Linked DNA regions of Mus musculus: region 2 is linked to region 1. Evidence: chromatin contacts called from public HiChIP or PLAC-seq data. All regions are on one chromosome and are shown on one strand. Each heading gives the region's core, a stretch centred on a gene start, on an enhancer-like site or on the middle of the called end of the contact. The rest is flanking DNA. Distances are from core to core; before and after follow the strand shown. Region 1 holds the start of Cep85l (centrosomal protein 85-like). Region 2 has its middle 7.5 kb from the start of Gm20597.

Region 1 (5,274 bases), core at 2,624-5,123:
TATGTGTGTAGTGTGTGTGTTATGTGTATATAGTGGGTGTATGTGTGTGCAGTGTGTGTATAGTATGTGTATATGTGGTGCATGTATGCTGTGTGTGTATATGTGTATAGTGTATGTATGTGTAGTATGTATATGTGTAGTTTGTGTGTGTGTATATGTGTATAGTGTATGTATGTGTAGTATGTATATGTGTAGTTTGTGTGTGTGGTATGTATATATTGTATATATATGTGTGTATGTGTGTGCACATGGTATGTGTATAGTGTATGTGTAGTATGTATGTAGTGTGTGTGCGTGTGTGAGTAAAGTGAAGGCAAGATTTATTTTCTTGAACCCCACAGTTTTGTCCATTCTGAAAAGTATCCTCCAGTATTTGAAAAGGAAAACAGGAAGGGAAATGTTCAACTCCTTAAACACCATCAGAGCTGCTGTCCCCTTTTACCGTAAGTGATCTTTCTGCTTTTCATAAGCTCTGTAACATGAGTTGGTGACTACAAGTTCCTGGGACAAAGATGTCAGGACAAACAGTTCCGGTAAACACTGATGTCCTTTGAAGACTGTCTGTTGACTGAGTCCTGTCCTCCCGTCCCCTTCAGGAGCCTGAGAGCTGTGCCAGTCAGTGTTTTTCTGCTTTCCAGTGGGCACCACGATCTGACTTGAGGCAAAAGCTCAGGAGGTAGAGTTCATTTTCTGTACTTCCTGGAATGAGAAACCTTCTGGCTTTGCCCAGTGCATACTCTCCAGCCATCTCTCCCAACTTTCCTTCCTCTATTTTGGTAGCACAGGTAGGAATATCCACGCAGGAAGCTCAGGGAATCACAGCCTAGATGAATGCTACTATTAACCTGGCCCTGGAGAGTTGGGTAATTATTTCTCAATAGTATTTCAACATAATTCCTGAGCTAATTAGTAACCACAAATGGCTAGGAAAAGAATCGAAATAGTACTTTACTCCGTTTAAACATGTGTGTACATAAAACATCTGTAACCTATCTGTCCTACAGCAACTGATTTTTTCTTTAGTGAGAAGTAACAGTTTTATATCTATAGTGTGTGTTTGTATTACAAACATTACAAAAAATATTAAGCAATGAAATTCCCACAGCAAATCTTCAAGATAGTGGTCTCTGTTACAATCCCAAATTATACGTAAGGAAATTAAAGCACACACTGTTCATGCTGTAATAGGCAGGCCACTTCTCTTCTGCTTACTATAGGATGAATGAGTTCTATGTGTTAGGAACCAAATAACATTTTCAAATCCAGCTTAGAAAAGTGTTCTTAGTTTTCATTGTTGAATGATCATTTGAGTCAATAACAATGTAAACAAAATTTGATAACTTGTGATTTCTCTTGTGGGAAAGCTTACAAATTATGTCATTGATATGAACTTGACACACCAGACATTTCTAGTTATAAAAATTTTAGACTTCATCCATACATCTTTGTCAATATTCTGGTAATCATTTTTGAGGAACTGTTGCAATTATTTTTTGTTGACAGTTTTTCCTATATATTATTCATCTTGTTTCATAAAATATATAGTTTTGCAAATTGAATAGATATTGACATTTACATTATGAGATTTTTATGATAGTATTAAAAAATCACCTTTACCCATTGTTATAACCTTTTTCAGCTTTCTTGCTGCTTGTCCAAACTGATAAGTTTGAATAAGGAAAAAGAAGTAAGAAAATCCAATGTGCCTCAAGGAAAAAAAAAAGTAAAGGAAATCAGAGTGCTCAACCCAAGATTCGAACCAACCTTATGAATGCACCATTTATCTTTCATCTAAAAGATCTCTTACTAGTTTATGTGCATGTGTTGGGCTGTATGAACAGGTGCCCCATGGTGCAGAGGCAAGAAGAGGGCATCAGAACTGGAGTTATAAGTGATTGTGAGCTGCCCTGTGTGGGTGTTAGGAATTTAATCCCAGTTCTTAACTGCTGAGCCACCTGTCCAGCACCAATGTCTTTATAAAATAATTTTTTCTTTAAAAATTTCACGCAATGGTTTTTGATTATATTCATCCCCACTCTTCCCCCTAACTCCTACCAGATGTACTCAATAATGTCTTTAACATTTTTTAAAAAAAGAAATTTGTTGGGTATTAATTTCATTTTTAAATATTTACCTATGTCTTCATTTTCCTCCTTCTTTCCTTTATTTTTCCTCTTCTTTCCTAGACAAGGCTTCATTATGTAGTTCAGGCTAGCCTTAAACTCTTCATGTTGTAATCCAGGTTTCAATTGGATTCCTGGTTTATTGGTTTCCATCAAGTGCTGGGATTGCAGGTATGTACTACTATGCTGTGCAAACATTTAATCATTTATATGAAAGTAAAGAATTGCATCTATCTCATTAGCATACAGAGTGTTTTCATCTTTAATGAATGGTAAATTTGTATATGTAATAAATAATTTATTAAAATAAATTTATAATATAAGCAAACATTTGCCTTGAACACCATTTTATTTATCTAGTCATCCAGTGTTGTATAAAAGTTTCTTGGACAAAAGGGGTTATGAGGTTGTGAGTTTTAAATGTTTAAGAATCTCTAAGCGACCGGAACCTTTCTTTCCTTCTTACTCCCTCCCTCCCTTTCTTTCTTTCTTCCTTCCTTCCTTCCTTCCTTCCTTCCTTCCTTCCTTCCTTCCTTCCTCTCTCTCTCTCTCTCTCTCTCTTTCTTTCTTTCTTTCTTTCTTTCTTTCTTTCTTTCTTTCTTTCTTTCTTTCTTTCTCCTTTTTCTTTCTTTCTAGAAAGCACAGAGGAGGCTAAAGCAGGAGAACCAGGAGTTTGAGGGCAGCCTGGGTTACACATCAAGTTTCCAGCGAATTTGGGCTTTTTGTTAAACTACAAATTATGAAAAGATGTATTTGTAGATATAGTATTTTTACTTTCGATATTTTTCTTTGTGGAACTGTTAATGTTTTTTTCCCCATCCTTTTCAACTGTCAATAAATAATTAGATACATTTTAGATCAGATAAAGAGCCATCTCGTTATATTTTCATATTTCTGTCACCTTCTAGCATCAGAATCATTTGACGGTTGACCAACATCTGAAGATTTGGAGAAATATCTGCAGATCTACAGGAAGGAGACTAGATGTATAACCACGGTTTGGTACATTTCAGCAAATGTGGTGAGTTATAGCACACATTTTTAAATGTAAGCCTCACAAGCTTTAAGTAGTATTTTACTTGAGGATACATCAATATTAAGCTTTTGTTAGCAGTTTCCACATTAGGAAAAACATCACTGGACTCAAAGCCTAAGGAACTTATCGTCTGGGTTACTTCTGATTGGCATGCTGAGACTGCCTCCTTGTACAGTGGTTGACAGTGTTTAGTTTGTATCTAAATATTCAAATGATTATATTGCCAACAAGAGTAATTGCAAGAGGATGCTGTATTCCTTTGTCTTTTCTCAGGATGTCTGTTCCTAGGAAGGGTGGGAAATAAAGTGGAGCAGATGTGGGAGGCAGGGATGTCCTCTTTTCTATTCCCACCGTGATCCATAACCGGTGCTTGTGGAACGCATGACAACAATTTTAATTCTGATCTCCATTCTGAGTCAGATGGCTAGCCCCACAGCCCCTTGAAGCGGTTGCAGGGACAACTCGCACCTTTTATAACAACTGTGCCCCTAGAAAGCACGTATAGGAAGACAGGGTTTGGGATTAAATTATGGACCCTCTCTCAGCTTGAAGGTAACAGGATGGAGAAGTAGGGAGCGGCTTCAGGATGATCACCCGCATGCTGTTAGCAATAGGTTTTTGGTTCGCCAAGAGTCCCAGGCCCCGCCTTGAGGCCCCGCCCTCTGGGCCCCGCCCCCAGCCCCATCCAGGCCCCGCCTGTCCTGGCCCGGCCCGCTGCCTAAGGTTCTGCCGGGCGGAGGGGGCTGAGAGAAGCCGCAGCTGCAGATTCGCTTTGAGCCCCGGAGCCTGCGATCGCGCCGCCGTCACCGGGGAGCTACTAGCTTCCCCGGCCCGGGCCTCAGCGCAGCCGGCTGGGCCATGGCAGCCGCCGCGCTCCGGGGCCGTCGCTGAACAGCCGTTAAGCCCCCCGCCCGGGTCCGGTCCGCGCTGCCGAGGCCCAGGCTCCGCTCAAGTTTCCGCCCAGAAGCCGAGGCGACCGCGGGCCCCGAGCTCCAGGCTCGCCCGCTCGCCCGCTATGTGGGGCCGTTTCCTGGCCCCGGAGGCTGGCGGCCGGGACAGCCCCAGCGGGGCCCGCAGCTTCCCTGCGGGTAAGGAGGACTGCGGGCGGGTGGGGTGACGGCCGCCAGGGCTTCTCCGGAGTCCGCGCCCTAAGGCCTGCGACCCCCGCGGGGTGACAACTCGGCTCTTCTGGGCCGCTCGGCCGGGCTTTGTTGTCCCTCGTGTGGTGTGCGTGGCTGCCCCACGCGGGACGCGGGCGGGAAGGTCGCTGCAGTGTCGCCCGCAGCCACTGCTCCAGAGAAGCTGCTGAGGACTTGGTCGCCGATTGAGACCCCCGAGGGGGCGGCAGCTCTTAGAAAGCAGGTCGCATGGCTGCCAGGGCTCTCCTGGGTCCCATCAGAGCCCAGCCGCCTTCGAAACGGGGCTCAGGGAAACTGGGGGGTTGCAGCTTTGCGGTGGTGGTTGTAGGGACTGTTAGAATCAGACAACCATTTCATGCCTGCATCACCCAGAAGTTGTGTAGGAGCCACTGAATTATAAATCTTCCCCTAACGTGGAATAGAACAAGAAGAGTTGGCTTGACCATGACAAGTTATCTAATGATGACAGTCTAAAGGGCTCTTTAATCTGAACTGAATCATGAACCCCTTTGAAAAGCTGAAAGATACATAAATTTTTTTCCTTCTCCCCCCCACCCCCCAAGAGAAAAGGGCTACTTATTTGTACGCAGAATTTCTCCTAAAAATTTAGGTATTTTGGGGACCCATGGGTGGTAACCCTGTTCTACAAAGTGTTAGAACTTGACTTGTGTAACTTAGAGGCAGTTGTGTACCTTTTGCAAAACTGTTCGAAAAGAAGCATTTTGTAGGAGTCCTTTTGTGGTATTCTCTGCCTTTTTGAAGATACCATGCAGGCACATTGCTACTGAAATTTTGAACAATGAAATTCTGTGACAGTTTAAATTCTAAACTATCAGTAGTTCTCAACCTCCCTAATGCTGCGAACTTTAAAAGTTCCTCATGTTGTGATGTCCCCAAACCATAAAATTATTTTCATTGCCACTTCATAACTGTAATGTTTGCTATTGTTATGAATTGTAATGGACGTAGTTGAAAT
Region 2 (5,010 bases), core at 1,892-4,391, 150 kb before region 1:
CTTGTCCGTTGCATGCAAATCTTGACAGCTATTCATATAGTCACAAGCAGAGAAGTCATTTTCTGCCTAGTTTGGGCTCCACATCTAAGAAACAGTGCAGCAAGACTGCAGAGCCGCTGTGGCTGGAATGCCGTGCAGCCTTGCAGCCTCGTTCATAAGAGGCCCCAGGACACCTGCCACACATGGAAAATGACCCTGCAAAAGACTTCATTTTCCTTCAAACACACCCGAGTCTCATAGTTTCTCATAGAAAAGTTTCATAGGAAACTTTTCTGTCACTTTTAAGAACTGTACCATAGGCCACTGTCCTAAAGGGTATCTTGTTTTCTGTCCTGGCCTGCTTTGAACACTGATGGTTTCCAGTGGATAGATGGGCTGACTCAGAAACACTAAGTCAGCCTATCCACCACTAGAGGGCACGACGTCCCCAATAGAGGAACCTGGATGGCTGCAAATGTGAAGGGGAAGATTTCCTGGTGTTCAGCTCTCATCCTGAAACATATTTCTTCCAAAATCAGCCTCATCGGGAAGCCTGCAGAGGAGGCATGTCATTTGTGTCATTTGAAAAATCTGGAAAAATTGCTTCATCTGAAGGTTTGGTGGTGATGATGGTAGGGAGTCTAGCCCACATAGCAGCAGAGCTCTAAATTCCCTGAGCCTATGCAATATCAGACTTGTTCTGTGGGACCAACATTTAATAATGTGACTCTTCAGGAGGTTCTGTGCAGAAAGTCACACTCCACAGTCACAAGCTTCTCAGAGAAAGTCTGTCCAGCAGTAGTGAAAACAAAACAAAGCAAAAACCAGAATAGGCAATCAATACACACTTTAGTGTATTATTTGACAGATCAGAGTGTGGGTGGGACTGGCCAGCAAATGGAGCTGTTGTTCTCTAGCTCTGTGATTGCCTGACCTTGAGCTTCTGAGCAAGAAACCACACGTACTATGTACTACACGCTGTGTCCTAGGCAGTGGGGAAATAATGTGTCTCTGGCTGCTGAGTATTACAGTCTAGTGAAGAGTCTATACACTTCCTGCATAGTATATGACATCATAGCTCATGGTCTTTTCAATTCTATTTTCCACTGTAAAACTGAAACATTCAAGAGCCAGGTTAAGATTGCCCTTTGGAAAGTTGGTTTCTGGAAGCACGAAGGAAATTCATTCATACTTTATTCTTCATTATTCAAGGTTTTTCTATTCAAGTGTTCTACCACTGAGCGACATCCTCACTCTCAAGTTTTTAATCTGCCTTCTTTTATGCTATTGGGTCTGGTAGGCTCAAGAGAACTACAATGACTTTTCTAAGTGCCGTGATCTCAGCTAGGGCCATTGTTTGAGGAATTTGTCCAGTCTTCCTGAACAGTTGCAAAGATCATCTTCTTACTAACTGAAGAACCACGTGAACTCACATTGGCTCCTCAAGGCTTAGCCAGTTAGATGCACACACAGTTGTCTGACTCATCCACAGAGGATGGGCAATCTACCGTGTGGGAACATTATGAAAGAAACAGTGCCTGTGGGACAGTGATCTGCTTGCATTTGATATCTCTTTGTCATACTTTCTAATCATCTCACTGATTCTATTACTTTTAGCAAGATTATTCTGTATTTAAATCCACAAAGTTGAGTTTGGTTCCTTGTAGCTATAAGACTCTGATATGCATAGGATGAAAAAATGATTAAGCTGTTGACCTCATCCAGCACCTAGATGGAAAAAAAGGGATATTCTTAGGGCATCTATTGTGTAGGCATCTACTGTACTGGACAGATTCATCAGTTGACAAACAGTATGACTGGATATAAGAAACTTGCTATTCTGGAAGGATAAATACCTCAATAAATAATGACATAAAATAACATTAGATTTTGTGGTGGCTAGTTTTATGTCAACTCGATACAAGCTAGTGTCATCAGAGAGGAGAGAGCCTCAACTGAGAAAATACCTCTAGAAGTAGTCAACCTCTGGGCTGTAGTCAATCCTGTAGAGTATTTTCTTAACTTGTGATTAATGTGGAGGGCCCACCTCATTGTGGGTGGCACCACCCAGGTCTGATAATCCTGGGCTCTATAAGAAAACAGGCTAAGCAGGCCATGAGGATCAAGTCAGTAAACTACACTTCCAAGTATGCTTAGATATTTTTAAACGTACTTTTAATAAGGATTCACAAATGCTTCAACCCTCCCTTGCCCCCACTCCTTCTAGCCTACCATCCAAAGGTAAGGAAGAAAAGATGGTAAGTAGGACAAGGTGATGTGGAGCTGTTTAGAAGTAGTTCTTTGAGGCGATTCCAATCTTCATTTGTCAAGATACCAGCAGTTCAGTTCAGTAGTTTCAGGATAGTGTGGGACCCTAAGGGGTTTTCCAGTCCCATGCCCTCCTTTTAGCTCCCCCTCCCACCTGAGGTCAAGGCTAGGCCAAGTTGCATCCTCCACCCACAGGATCACACTTGAGTAAAAAATTCTCAGAATGTACTGAGAGTCACCTGACCCTCTGTAAAGTCCCAGGCAGAGTTCAAATGGATGCCATATTTATTAGCCAATAGATTTAAAGGTCAATATGCTTAGCCAATAAGTTTGAACTGTAACTTCGCTGATGTAATTGGTGCCCCTAAAATGTAACCTTGCTAATGTAACTTGTGTCCCTAAAAAGTATAAAAACTTCTTGTAATAGCCATTTGGGGTCACCTCATCACTCACCTCTAGGGACTGATTGAGGGTTGATCCCGATGCACCAGAAAACAAACCTCTTGCTTTTGCATTGATCTTCGTCTCAGTAACTCACTCCGGGGCATCTGGAAGTACTACTGACCAAGGGTCGGTGTCTTACAGATAGCAAACAGGAATCAGCAGTGGTAACATAATCCAACAGAGTCAGCCTCCATCAAATAAGCACAAGTCAGGAGGAGTGACCAGGATCAGCTGGGATGCCAGGAGTTCTTTGCTCTGTCTAGATCAGTGAGAATGCACAAGACCAATGAAACACTTCAAAGCTAGCTACCAAGCACACCAGCACTATCTGTTGAGCCCTATTTATACGCTCTCCAAACATCATGTGTCCTCCCACAGGTCTTGTAGTTTCAAGAGAAAAGGAGCACCAGGGGGTGTAATGGAGCTAAGTTCAGTGCTCCAGGAGATAAAAAGTTCAAAGAAAAGCCTGATGCTAACGAAAAAAGGAAGTGGTGACCTTAGGGAAAAACCCCACCCAGATAAGCTTCCAACTTGTGAAAAGGTATTAAAGAAATGCTTAAGTAGTAAAGGAAACCATGAAAACAAAAAGCCAATTGATCCAACTGTAATTGTAATTGAAGGAGAGGGCCAAGTCCCAGCCCCATCAAGCAGCAGAACTTGGCACCTCTGGTCATGTGTTCTGGTTTTACAGTCAAAGACAAAGAAAAAGAAGAAGAAGCTGTGGAATCTCCCTCTGTGGCTAATGAAAGGTGAGGCCAAGCCTGTGTCAAGGATGTTTCTGCATGGAGACTCAGAGAGGCCATTATGTGAAACTGTGAAGGTGACGGCTGTATTGTATTGGAGAACCTAAGATGTTGGAGAGGAATGGCATACCTGCCAACAAAAGCTGCTAACAAGGTGTAGAACCAGCCCAAGAAAGATTGCCATGAGTCTCAAAAAACTTTGAACTTTGGACTTTTAAACCATGTTGAGACTGTTCTAGACTACTGGGACTTTTGAAGTTGGACTGAATGCAGTTTTGCATTATGATTTCAGGTCTATGGGGGATGGGGAGAGGGAGTGAAATGTGGTGGTTTAAATTAGGATGGCCCCCATAAGCTCATATATTTGAATGCTTAGTTACTAGAAGTAGCACTATTTGAAAAGATTAGAAGGATTAAGAGGTGTGTCCTTGTTGGAGGAAGTATGTCAACTGGGGGTAGACTGAGGTTTCAAAAGCCCATTCCAAGTCAAAAAATCTTTTTTTTTTTTTTGTCTGCCTGTGGATCAGAATTCAGAACTCTTAGCTACTGCTCTAGTTCATGTGTGCTGCCATGATAATGGATTAAACCTCTGAAACTGTGAGACAGACACCAATTAATGCTTTCTTTCATAAAAGCTTGCTTGGTCACAGCATCTCTTCACAGCATACAACAGAGACTAAGATCACTGTATAAAGACTGAGGAGGGGGCAGGAAGGGGAGCCCAGCCCAGACTGGGTGTGGTGGGAGTATGGTATAGTCTGTTCTTGCTCTCATAAAATATTTCAGAGCATGTAAGTTATTCTTCACAGTTCTGCTGCTAGAAAGACCAAGGATCAAGGCACTAGCAAATTTGTCTTGTGGTAGAAGGTGTCTATTTCTAAGGTTACATCATCATATTATGACTTCACACAGCAGAGGAGCAGCTGAGACTGGCCGCAAAGCATTCTGAGAACTCTCTTATGCATCCATTAATCTCATTCACATGATCAGAACCCTCAAGTGTAGTCACTTCCCCTAAAGCCCAAATTTTTGATACTGAAACATATGAATTTTAAGATTAAGCTTCTATATGAATTTTGGAAGGATATGTATCGCAAATTTTATCAGTGTTTTGAAGAGGAGGGCCATGATATTTTAACCAAATCTTAAATGTAAACTAAATCAATTGCAGAGACCCTGAGAAAAGAGAAAGTATTTTCTATGTCAAAGGTCACATGACAGATTCGCTATGGTATATAATTAAGCAACTTGCTGTTGCTACAACCCCTGTGATCCAAGTGAAGAATAATGGTGTTGACAGGGCAGACACAAAATGAAGGGGATGCAGTCAGGGAAGGAATGGGCTTAAAATTTTATATGACTTACGTGAAGAGGTAAGAGCTAGAATACCTGCTGAAGAGAGTGGGGAGTAACATGGGCCAGGGATAAGGAGAAAGATTCAGTAGAATGGATGGCCTAGGAGAACCTGGCATATCGTATTTTTTGTTGCTATGACAGAAAGGCCAAGAGAAACAATTTAATGGATGGAAAATTTATTTTGATTCATGGTTTAAGGGCATACCGTCCATTATGGCAG

What was found. HiChIP or PLAC-seq counts read pairs in DNA pulled down with a chosen protein or histone mark.
Region 2: a CTCF HiChIP or PLAC-seq map of CD8 T cells shows a contact between it and region 1, with 12 read pairs. The contact joins the enhancer-like site here to the promoter of Cep85l in region 1. A contact is called at or near these places in 1 of 15 datasets of contacts at CTCF or cohesin (CD8 T cells), 4 of 484 Hi-C or Micro-C datasets (3T3-L1-derived adipocytes, Th1 cells, bone marrow-derived macrophages and 1 more), 17 of 115 datasets of contacts at active chromatin or transcription factors (CD8 T cells, bone marrow-derived macrophages, craniofacial prominence and 8 more) and 3 of 9 other capture datasets (adipose tissue, liver and pancreatic islet).

What each region holds. Positions count from the first base shown.
Region 1 is chr10:53,378,482-53,383,755 of GRCm38.p6, reverse strand. Cep85l (centrosomal protein 85-like) reads left to right here and starts at 3,873. Exons shown (of 13, transcript NM_001204983.2): 1 at 3,873-4,247. The coding sequence starts at 4,175. Gm46225 (a long non-coding RNA gene) reads left to right here. Exons shown (of 3, transcript XR_001779770.2): 2 at 2,187-2,294; 3 at 3,032-3,170.
Region 2 is chr10:53,523,977-53,528,986 of GRCm38.p6, reverse strand. No RefSeq gene overlaps it. Among named protein-coding and RNA genes, the nearest start is that of Gm20597, 7.5 kb to the right of the region's middle. Within about 2 kb of position 3,141, at least 34 of the 459 cell types and tissues checked have an H3K27ac peak or open chromatin away from gene starts, as enhancers often do. A contact at or near this core is called in CD8 T cells and Th1 cells, where this site is marked.